3 separate regions of the Mus musculus genome follow, and all the other regions are linked to region 3. The links are chromatin contacts, called in public HiCAR-type and promoter capture Hi-C maps. All regions are on one chromosome and are shown on one strand. Each heading gives the region's core, a stretch centred on a gene start, on an enhancer-like site or on the middle of the called end of the contact. The rest is flanking DNA. Distances are from core to core; before and after follow the strand shown. Region 1 overlaps Gm34328 (a long non-coding RNA gene). Region 2 holds the start of 1700113B09Rik (RIKEN cDNA 1700113B09 gene). Region 3 holds the start of Fam13c (family with sequence similarity 13, member C).

Evidence for each region. Promoter capture Hi-C pulls out the DNA fragments that hold promoters and counts their contacts. HiCAR-type assays count read pairs that join an accessible place to other places.
Region 1: a promoter capture Hi-C map of the 3T3-L1 cell line shows a contact between it and region 3, with 7 times the contacts expected there. The contact joins the enhancer-like site here to the promoter of Fam13c in region 3. A contact is called at or near these places in 5 of 39 promoter capture datasets (the 3T3-L1 cell line, the C10 cell line, hippocampal neurons and 1 more), 2 of 115 datasets of contacts at active chromatin or transcription factors (embryonic stem cells and stem cell-derived neural progenitor cells) and 1 of 9 other capture datasets (liver).
Region 2: a HiCAR-type map of astrocytes shows a contact between it and region 3, with 3 times the contacts expected there. The contact joins the promoter of 1700113B09Rik here to the promoter of Fam13c in region 3. A contact is called at or near these places in 2 of 39 promoter capture datasets (cranial neural crest and hippocampal neurons), 1 of 15 datasets of contacts at CTCF or cohesin (the NIH/3T3 cell line), 4 of 115 datasets of contacts at active chromatin or transcription factors (astrocytes, embryonic forebrain, embryonic hindbrain and 1 more) and 1 of 9 other capture datasets (embryonic stem cells).

Annotation. Positions count from the first base shown.
Region 1 is chr10:71,183,404-71,187,176 of GRCm38.p6, forward strand. All of the region lies in intron 1 of Gm34328 (a long non-coding RNA gene), which reads left to right. Among named protein-coding and RNA genes, the nearest start is that of C730027H18Rik, 3.2 kb to the left of the region's middle. Within about 2 kb of position 1,903, at least 18 of the 459 cell types and tissues checked have an H3K27ac peak or open chromatin away from gene starts, as enhancers often do.
Region 2 is chr10:71,200,010-71,203,898 of GRCm38.p6, forward strand. It overlaps 1700113B09Rik (RIKEN cDNA 1700113B09 gene), which reads left to right and starts at 1,736. Exons shown (of 2, transcript NR_131003.1): 1 at 1,736-1,801. Gm34328 (a long non-coding RNA gene) reads left to right here. Exons shown (of 3, transcript XR_380563.3): 3 at 1,102-1,135.
Region 3 is chr10:70,438,803-70,442,485 of GRCm38.p6, forward strand. It overlaps Fam13c (family with sequence similarity 13, member C), which reads left to right and starts at 2,108. Exons shown (of 14, transcript NM_024244.4): 1 at 2,108-2,273. The coding sequence starts at 2,212.

The DNA of each region.
Region 1 (3,773 bases), core at 653-3,152, 740 kb after region 3:
AGAGGAATTCGATTCCCCAGCTATGAGGAAATATCTTCTGGGGTCCTAGTGGGTTAATATTGGGCGTTCCCATGCAGGCTAGCAGATAACACTGTTTGCTCTGATAACAAGCTGGCCTCTCTCCCTTTGCTTAATCTGAACGTGTCAAGCATAGTCATGACATCTTGCATTTTTTTCTTTTTCTCCCTCTTGCCCTGGCCCCTGTTGGGGATAGAGCCAGATTTCTGTTTGCCCCATACGCTGATGGCTATAATCCAGTATTCACACCTCCACTGCGTTCAATAAAATCTTGACACAGGAAGAGTTCTCATTTGGAAAATATAGATTTTGTAACTTGGGGCAGCTACAGAAGGAGAATTTGTTAACTGTTCCAACTCCAGTGTTCACCTACGTGGCCTTGCTCTCTCTTGTTAATTCAGCTGGTGTAAGAGGTCATTCCCCAGGTGGGAAGGTAGCAGCTTCATACAAGGAAAAAAGGAGGGAGGGAGGGAGGGAGGAAGGGAGGGAGGGAGGGAGGGAAGGGGGCCCAGGCTGGGTTACCAAGTGCTTGCAGGAATACACTAGCTTTGTTTGGCGAAATGACAGAGACTATGTCCAGAATTGCCTGCTGTCAGTGGGTTAATATTCAGAAAGAGTCACTGACAGATGGAAATTTACTCCCGGCTAAACCTTCCTAGTCTGTGGGTTTGGTGAGCTTTAAGAATGGGATGTATCAAGTTCTCAGTAAATACCACATAAATAAATAATGGGTGAATATATAGTCTTTTATTTTTCTCTGTGTGTCAGTGTGTGTGTCTGTGTGTGTGTGTATCCGTGTGTATCTGTGTGTTTGTATCTATGTATGTGTATCTATGTATATGTCTCTGTGTGTATCTGTGTCTGTGTGTGTCTCTGTGTGTTTATCTGTGTCTTTGTGTGTGTATCTATGTATGTTTCTGTGTATCTATGTATGTGTCTGTTATGTGTCTGTGTATGTCTGTGTATGTATCTGTGTCTGTGTGTGTGTGTGTGTGTGTGTATGTATGCATGCATGTGTGTGTGATGTAAGAGTGCGAATGTGTGAGTACAAGGCACACCTACCAATGTCGGAGGACAACCTCAGGTTTCTGATCTTATCTTCTATCATATTGGAGGCACTGGCTCTTGTTATTCCCCTTAGCACATGCCAGGCTAGCCCACACATTCAGCATATACCAGGCTAACCCACAAGCTTCCAGTGATTCTCCAGTCTCTGCCTTCCATCTCGCCCTAAGCATTTTGGGATTACAGACATGTTACTGCTTACAGATTTATGTGTGGTCTGGGGATCCAACCTCAGGTCCTTGCACTTGCCTGGCCATCAGGTACCCACTGAGCCACTTCCCCAGCCCTCTTTGTGTCTGCAAAGCACAGATGCTAAAGCCCCCAGATGTTCAGTGAGCTCTTCAGGGACATGTGCAAAATCTTAAGTGATGAAGGTTACAAGATGGGACATTTTTAAAATATCACCCAATGTGACCAGGGGCTCTGGAGTCTGGCTCTGGGTTTGTTTCCAGATTGTACCTCTGGGCCTATAGATCACAAAAGGCAGACACTCATCTCTTGCTTTCTGTAGTATTTCCAACACCCGGCACAGCATCCAGTCCATATTAGATATTCAAGCAACATTTAAACACTTGCTATTTCTCCATCTTGGGAACAGGGTCCCTCTGCATGAAACTGGAGGATGTTGGTGCCAAGGTTTCCCATGTCTCTGTGAGAGAGGCCGTCTGCTCCCTGTCCTTATTTCAAACCCCATTTCCCGGTTCCCTCAGTGAAGGTGGGCAAGGCTCCAAGCCATTCCCTCCGTATTGTACCATCCTCCCTGCTAGCTCTTATTTTCATAAGGAAAACCACAGAAATGTAATCATAATGGCAAACAGTGAGTCAATCAATTACTTCATTGTCCGCGTTGTAAAATGAATCCCAGAACTACCACAGACCTCCCGATCTCCAACCTCAGCAGCCAGAGATTCCCCTGGACTTTCAAGCTAGGTGGTTCCAGCCACTCTCCCCAGAGGGCGACTCCCATCCCAGTGGCACGCTTTCTCCGTGACTTCTGGGCCAGTCCCCACAGGAGTCCTCGGCCTTCTTTCTCCATCTTTTCTCTGGAGGGTGCCCCACAATGGTCCTCAGCCTGGAGCAGCAGAAGTCACATATTCCACGGTTCGCAAGGCAGTGATTGAAGAACTAAGTCCCCCACAGAGAACGTAAACTCTTCCCCTCTTGGGATTCTCCCACAGCCAGGGGATGATCACAATCCATGAACCACAGTGGAGCGAAAACAGAAACACAAGCCGAGTTTCTCTGTTGGTCCCAACAGGCACTGCCTTAGCCACCCAAGAAGCTCATGTCTCTCGTCTGAGAACTCTTTTTCCCAAAGAGAGACAGCCAGCAGTGGCTCGTTCTGTGAGGCTGAGGTCTACACTATCATGACGAGGTCCAGATGTGAAGATCCGCCCTTTGACCTCGAACAGACTGTGTGACCTCAAAAGAATCGCTGCCATCACACCCTTCAGACTCTTCCTTTAAACCGTAGATCTAAGGCTGGCAAGATGGCTCAGTAGGTAAGGGTGCTTATAGCCAAGCGTGACAACCTAAGTTCAATCCCAGGACCAAATGGTAAAAGGAGATGACCAATGCCTACAAGTTGTCCTCTGACTTCTACATATGTGCAACGGCATCAGTAGGTAGGTAGATAGATAGATAGATAGATAGATAGATAGATAGATAGATAGATAGATGATAGTTAGATACATAGATAAATGTAATTTTAGATACTTTACGTATGAGATTTGAAAAATAAAGGGTTGAGCCAGTGAGATGACTGAGCAAGTAAAGAGAGACACCTGATTCTATGTCTAAAAACCTAAGTTCTGCCCCCTGGACGACTATGATAGGAAAAGACGACTGAAGCCTGCACATTGTCCTAAGGCTAAGCTTTATCCCTCCCCAAGGTCTGCCTTCTGCAGCCTTCCCTCTAGAATGGCCCCACCTCCTAAAGGATCCGCAGCGTCCCTAAACAGTGGCTGCAACTGAGAACCACGTTTTCAGTCACGTGATCCCATGGGAGCAATTCCCGTTCAAAGCTAACATTCTGCCCCCTGGCTCCCATGGACTGATGGGCATTACATGGAGGAAAGAAAACGTGCATCTCAAAGCAGTAACCATGCCACAGGGTAGGCTCACTGTGCAGTCATCACGTTTCTTCTGCCCAACAATTTGTTTTTCAATCCAGACCTGAAACTATCCGGACATGGGCAGGACACCATTAGAACTTTAGCCAGAAGCTTATACAAATGGTCTCTAGCCTGGCTCCCAAGAGAGTCCTTACCCCTCTGAAATCCCACAAACGCGGCCTTAACAAGTCTGTACCCCAGTCTCTGCGTCCGTCCCCCGCCCCCCCCCCCCGGGATGAACCACTAAGCTCTGCTTGTAGCATTCTGGGGATCTCTGGCCCACAGCTCCAAAGCCATCCAAATTCCTCCTCCTCCAAAGGCCTCAGAACCACAAAGTTAAGCTTGTCAAGGCAAAGACCCTAGTTACTGTACAAATTGTATATATTAGCTATTTATCCTATGTCTGTGACAGGACCACCCTAGGGGACGTAGGATTTGCAATTTTGACTCATAATTCAGAGGGAGCAGCCCATCACAGTGAAGAAGACAAATGGCTACTAAATTGGTTTGATCCATGGTGGCAGAGTGGGAGTTTATTTCTCATCTCTCAGTAAATCAGGGTCATTTCAGAGACAA
Region 2 (3,889 bases), core at 486-2,985, 760 kb after region 3:
CTGTGATCTGACAGATGGGAGAGATTTGTGTGTGTGTGTGTGTGTGTGTGTGTGTGTGTGCGCGTGCGTGCACGTACATGCATGCTCATGATACACTTAAGCTTCTATGTCCGACTATATATGTCCACATGTATACACTGAGGCCAGGAGAGGACATTGGGTATCCTACTTGATGCCAGTAAGAGCCATGGATCCTTCCATCCCCACCCCCCAAATATACATAATACTATGTCATAGGAATACACGGGGCCATGTTCAACTTCTGTGAGTGGTAGAGACCTGAACTCAGGCCCTCAAGCTTGCACAATGGACTCGTACCCACTGAACCGTCTCTCCATCCCTAAGATTTCTTATCCTTATAAATATCTCACTCAGCAATGGTTAAGTTTGCATGACTACAACGAGATCCCTCAGGGACTCCACTTAAAACCCAGAGAACAGCCATTTTGGCTCGTGGTTTTGGCTCGTTGCCTTTTGATTGCCTTCTGAACGTGTGGCACAGAAGGGTGCTGCAGTGGGAAGCCGAGGGCCGAGGAGACCTGTTCAACCCTCAGTGTCTGCGAAGTCAGAGAGCAAGAAAGAAGAACCCACAGTCTCAGTCTCCTCTGATGCGCAGATCCCTAGTGACTTAAACGGTTACTACTGGGCCCCCAGCTAAGAGCCCCACTTTCTCTCAACAGTGATGCTGTTACAAGTCTGTGACACAGGAGACCTGTAGGGAACATCATCCATTATGTTGCTGAATGACTTGTGCTGCAGGAAACACATAATGTATTCAGGGGCTCGGTAATTCTCCTTTTAATTCTGCTTCCAACCTGCTTCCTTCCTGTGTTCCCGCTGGGATAACGTAAGCTCGGTTTCTTCCCTCGCTCCCATTGAGTTCATCTTGGTCCCCAGTTTTCAAACTGTCCGGTGGCTTAGCCCTTCAGTCCAGAAACCTCTTTTCCTGGGCATCCTGCCCTGGTTTGAATGACTTCCTGATGTAGCAGGCATGTGCGCCCACATAGCATCTGCAGGTCGCAGTAGCTTCTGACATTTTGAGGATGTGAATTAAGCTATAACGGCTCCTTTCCTCGGCTTCACAGCTTCTCTCTTTAACAGAATTCCTAAGACCTCCCGTTTGTGACCAGAAAGGAGAAAAGCACACTAGCTGAGCCTGCAGCTTCTGCCAAAGGGGTAACTATGCTGTTTCTAAAGAAGTGGGGGTGCACCATGCATGAAATAATCCTGCTAACAAAACAGATTGGGTGAATCATTAGACCATTGCTGGGTGTGTGGCTTGCAATTTCTTTCTTTTCCTTTTTCCAGAGAGGATTTCTCTATGTACCCCTGACTGTCATAAACTGGCTCTGTAGGCCAGCTTGGCCTTGAACCCACAGAGATCCATTTGCCTCTACCTCCTGAGTGCTAGGATTAAAGGCATATGCCACGACCTCCTGGCTTCATGCTTGTAATTTCAACACTTAGGAGGCTGAAGCAAGAGGATTGCTGTGGGTTCAAGGCTTAGCTTTTTCTTCTATAGGTGCTGGAATCTGCTGTGGGCCCTCACATAGCAAGTACTTTATTCACTGAGCTATCTCCTGGCCATGGGATTCTTAAACTGGGAACAAAACTGTCCAGAGAATCTCTTGTATATTGTATGGATGTATTGCCTGTCAATTAAGAAGCCTATGGCCTATAGGAAAGGATAGAATAGAAGGTGGGACATCCTGGAGGCAGAAAGGATTCTGGGATAGAGCCAGGCATGGGAAAGAGACCAGGGAAGATATGAGGAGCACAGATGCACGGTACCACAGCGGAGGTAACCAGCCATGTTGTAGAATGTAGATGAGAATAAATGGGTTATTTTAAATTATTAGCCTAGCTATATGACCTAGGTTTTTGTTTTGTCTTGTTTTGTTTTGTTTTGTTTTGTTTTCCAAGACAGGGTTTCTCTGTGTAGCCCTGGCTGTTGGCCTAGTATTTGTAAATATATTTTGAGTCTGAGTTGTTATTCCGGGAGCTTGGGGCAGGATGAAAAACAGCCCATCTTATAACACAAAACCTACTCAACCTAAAATTACCGATCAATAAATTTGAATTGTTGAATGTTGAAGTAATATATGATACTTCCAGAATATTTGATATTTTAGATAAGAGAGAAAAAAAAGAGCTGGGGATAAAAACCTAACCAAAAACAAAGAAACAAACAAAACCCAAAACAACAACAACACCCGCAGCAAAAAACCAATGCTGGAGTATCACAATATTTTATTTCAAATTATACTACTAATCCATAGTAACAGAAAGCTTAATAGTGGCACACAAACTCACACATACACACACACAAAATGGATCAATAAGAGAGAATGGAGGACACAGAAATGAACCCATGCAGGCATAAATTAACCCAGCTGTGACATATCTCTGTGTCTGGTTTACTTACATGTAGAGCCGAGACAAGGCTCTAAATTGCTGTCTTGGATTCATGAGCATCAGATAAGAGGAGGGTAAGAGGATATTTACTAATTATCCTCTTAATTGGTGGGGCCTTTCCATGCATTCTTTATGTGTGTATGTGGAATACATGTATAGGTGTATGCCTATGTTTTGCTCACATGTATGTGCCCACACAAGACATTGGATCTTTGGAACTGGAGTTATGGATGGTCATGAGCTGCCCTGTGGGTGCTGGGAACCAAACTCCAGGCCTCTGTAAGAGCAATTAGTACTCTTAGGCACTAAGCCATCTCTCCAGCCATCCCTGTACACTCTCTGGCAGCCTACGGCAGCTGCCATTCCCAATAGCTTTCATAGTCCTAGTATCTCTCATCAGGTGCTTGTAATATCTGCCCGGGGAAGGAAAAGAACCCTCTCTGACCTTCTTTTCATTTCCATCTTACAAGTCATTGGCCAGGCTCCTGTCTGCACCAAGTTACAAGCAAGATTGTCATCTCAATGGGTTCCCCTGTGTAAGAAGGGAAACAGGCAAACACAAGACCCAGTCACCTTCATCACCATGGGCTCCACAGCACTGCGTTCTGCCAGCTGTTGGCTGTAAATATTTGGGGTGGGGGCTGTGTGCCCAACCTATTCAGAGCTTGCCCTGTGGTGATTCAGGGGTGCACGCCTGAAATCCCAGCATCCTGGAGGCTGAAGCAGGAGGATTCATGAGTCCAAGGTCAGCCTGGGGTATAAGATAGACTACCAAGTTCACCAGGGCTACAATAGCACAATAGCAAGACATTGTCACAACAGCAAAACAAACAACAAAGACAAGCAATAAACCCACAGTACAGAGCCTATTTACACAGAACTTACATAATGTATCATGTCACTCTGTACCTTAACATAGACAGGACAAAAGTTTGCTGGAGAGTGGCATAGGTCATATGTAAATACTATACCACATTATATATGTGACTACAATTTCAATGAAGATATAGATTGGAAAATGGATAAAGGGAGGGAAGGAAGAAGGGAGGTGGGCAGATGGGATGGATGATGGATAGATAGATGCATAGACACATAGATCAATACATAGATACATAGATAGATAGATAGATAGACAGACAGACAGACAGACAGACAGACAGACAGATAGATAGATAGACAGATAAATACTTAGAGAGCTACAAGAATAGATACATAGATACATAAGATAGACAGCTAGAGGGATAGATAGATAGACAGACAGACAGACAAATAAATTAATCATGGTATTCCAAAACTAAAAGCCCCTGACCACTCTTAGAGATCTCTAGAGTATGAGATCTGAACTGTAAAAAGAACACCCAAAAGCAGAGTGTCATGTGTACTGCTTTCTCTGTGCCTGCGTTCAGGCCAAGTCAGTCAGAAAGCAAATGTCTGCTCTGGAAACACACTGCAGTTAGCATACAGAAAAAAAATG
Region 3 (3,683 bases), core at 858-3,357:
GATCTCTGTGACAATGTTCCTCTTCTCCCTTTGAACTTTTCCCAAACTGTTGTTCAGATAAGCCGAAGGCTCCAAAGGAACCTTTGCTGATATCCATCAGTATTGTTCATTCCAGGGTGAACAGGACATCTCATTTTAAAAAGGCACTTGAAAACCTCTTACCAAAAAAAAAAAAAAAAAAAAAAAAAAAAAAAAAAAACAGATGAAGATACGATCAAGAATTGGATGAGTGTTTAAAAACCCCAAGTGGTTTCCATCAGGGTTTTAATCTAGAGTATTCTTAACTTTTAGCCATAATATACTGAACTGACTGTCTTTCTTCTGTATGAATAGTTCTTACAAGCTTTTCTGGATCCTTTCTGTTTGTGGGCTGTGGAGAACTAGTCTTTTCCTCCCTCTGGGCATTATTGAATCTCTGGATTTGTGGAGCACGTTTATTATTTCATTTTATTTTATTTTTATTTTTTAAAAATTTATTTATTTATTTATTTTTATTCTGGTCTGCCATTCACCCCGCCCCCGCTCACCATTCCATCCCCGCCCCCAAGAGGATGTCGCCACCCCCTCCCCTCACTTTACCAGACCTCCCCACTCCCCAGGGCCTCAAGTCTCTCAAGGGTTAGGTGCATCTTCTCTGAGGCCAGACCCAGCAGTCCTCTGCTGTATATGTGTTGGCCGCCTCATATCAGCTGGTGTATGACGCCTGGCTGGTGGCTCAGTTTCTGAGAGATCTCCGGGTTCCAGGTCAGTTGAGACTGCTGGTCTTCCCATGGGGCTGCCCTCCTCCTCAGCTTCTTCCAGCTTTTCCCCAATTCATCCACAGGGGTCCCCCGCTTCTGTCCATTGGTTGGGTGCTAGTATCTGCATCTGACTCTTTCAGCTGCTTGTTGGGCCTCTCAGAGGGTTCATTATATTTTCAACTGGTCCACAGCATATTCATATCAACTGCTGTTTTTCAGGTGAAAGCATTGTTCCTTCTGTTCTAGATGAATCACTGGAGATGTTTACGCAATCAAAAGGCTGGTCTTTCTTCACACTGAACTACCCAGAATGGGCACCACAGCCCTCGAGCGCAGGGGCGTTTGGGAAAGTGACAGTCTTTGGATCTGAGGACAGGAAGATATCCTGTGATTAGACTTCACGTTGCCATCTAGAACCTAGTTCCATGGGACAGTAGGATTAAGAACACATGCATAGTATAGTTCAACACGTAAGTCTGTGATCGTATTTCAAAATTCAGAGGCAGGTCTTTCCAAGTCAAGGTCAACATGTCAGGAAACATGGACAATGGGAACGGGGCAGGGTAAACATCTCCAAGCAAGAATAAAGCGGGGTGGGGGTGGGGCTGACCGGCCCTCCCTTCCCCCAACAAAGTAGACTCCATCAAAGGGAACAACGTTTGTGAGTTGTCATTCCATCCTTTGTGAAGGTGCGGGGCTGCTGTGGGGGTAGGAGTCCATCTCCCCGCCTGGCACGGTGTCCTAGGCATCAGCGAAGGCCTGGAAAGCATTCTACATTCGCCTGCATAGGTTCATTCACATCTCTGTGGTCCTGCGCTGGGCGCTTCCTCTAGCGGAGTAAAATAACAAGAGCGCAGACGGACCTGTCGGGATGCAGCCCGCCCTTGGGAGCCCTTTTGTTCTAGGCAATAAAAACCAACACACAGTGAAAATAAATCAAAACTCAGCATCCATATCCCTCTCCTCCTTCTCGATCTCTCCATGCTTTCAGGAAAAGCGACAGAAGCATCTTTGCTCGTTTGCATCCCTAGGGTGGGGTGGGGGCTGGGGAGGTAACAAGCCATGGGAGGCGGGCATTGTATCCACTGGGGGGTGGGGGGGACGACGCAATCTGTATTGCCAGCTGAGGCTGAGGTGGCAGGCTCAAGCAGCTTGGACTCTCTGTAGCTCCTAGCTGCCTACCAGGGTTGCGCGGAGCAGCTCCAGGTTCCTGAGGCTGAAGCCCCCGGTCGCGCGCCGCCGCGCCCCGCCCCATCGTCCCCGCAGCCTCGCGGGCTGCTGGGCTTTGTGGTTCGCCGGTGCCGCTGGGCCCCTGCTGGGGGTGTCGTCAGGAGCATGTGCAGACAGCAGCCCAAGGTAGAGCGAGCGTGCCGGGCGAGCCCTAAGACTTGCCTGGCAATGCCATGTTTGTGTGGGTGCTCTAACTCCGGGAGAGCAATTAGGGAGACGGCTCCCCGGCCGCACTTGGCTCATGTTTTCTTGTTTCTGTTTCAGCCTTCAGGATAATTCCTTCGGCAGCGCCGCTGTAACTGAGTAAGTGCTTCTTGCCCTTACAATCGACTTGCATTCCTGTCTCCGAAGCAACTATGGTGAAGGTATCCCCTCCCGCTGCCACCCCACTCCACCCCACCCCACCCCTGTCCCCAAGCCCTCTTTCCAGGCGATGCATTGTCTCCTGGATCCTGAGGCTGCGAGGCTGGCGGGGCCCACAAACCTCACACAGGTTGCAGCCAGTATTTTGGCAGCTCGGGGTGGAGGGTGCGCGGGGGTAGGGAGTGAGGAGCGGAAGCGGGGGGTGGGGGGAGTAATAAACCTAGCTTGATTGCTGCGGGAGGCTCCGTGGCCCAAAATATGCAATCTTGGAGCTTAGCTTAAAAAAAAATCTATGTGACATGTCAGAAAGGAAGCTGGGTTGTATTTTGCCAACATGAGTGTCAGTTTTCATGGAGTGCACGCAGTGTACATTTGCCCCAAATAGACGGATGTGAGCTAGCAGGAGTTTAATTCCAGCATATTTAAACAGGGTAAACTCACCTTCCCTCTCCGTGTGTACAGATTTTTAAGACACAGTGCGGTAAACTTTTCTAGATGCCTTTTTGTGATTTTTCTCGTCTGGCCACAATAATGTGACTATAGAGAAACGCCTTGCCTGACTAACAACCTAATAACAGTTCATAGTGGAGGGAAGGGAAATAATGTTTTACTCTAGGCCAGCCCGTGTGTGTGCGTGTGTGTGTGTGTGTGTGTGTGTGTGTGTTGATATTGATAGTGCTTTGTTTTTATTTTGGTCATCTCTTCCTTAGTATTTTCTTAATAGAATCTATATATCAGAGGTGAACGTGGAGTAGATTTTGCTGGCACTGTATGCAATTCACATATAGCTGGGAGTATAAACTATATGTATTCCATTTTATCGTAGGGAAATTAGTGTTTACTTCTGGGACCTTTTGGTAAAAGCTACTCGGTAAAAGCTTTTTGCAGCAGGCTGTGTGTGTGTGTGCATGCGCAAAGTTGTGTATCCCACTACTTAAGAGAATTGTGAGTTTCATACAGAGGCTACAAGTGGCTTAGAAGCTGTTTGCTAAAGAAACCTGAACAGTGACGAGAGCATCTTTTGGCTTTCAGATCCTGCCACTGTTGCAGAGACTTGGAGAGGGAGGGCTGAGGTTCCACTGTGCTTTCTGGGCCTCTTCCCCATGCACTTTTGCTTGTCTGGTTTGCTACTGACTTAGTACCCCGCTTTGAGCTCATCTAAGTGGGGTCTCTTTAAAATAAGGACCAGGTTGACTTTCAATGATTCACTATGGCCTGTCCACTGGAACCCTGGACACGATAGTGACATTGCCTTGCAATAGAAAGATAGAGAAAGAGAGAGGTGGGGAGAGATACCTGTGGGCCAAGGATGAGGCCTGAATTTCCTGGATAAGTGGTCAGGTAACATCT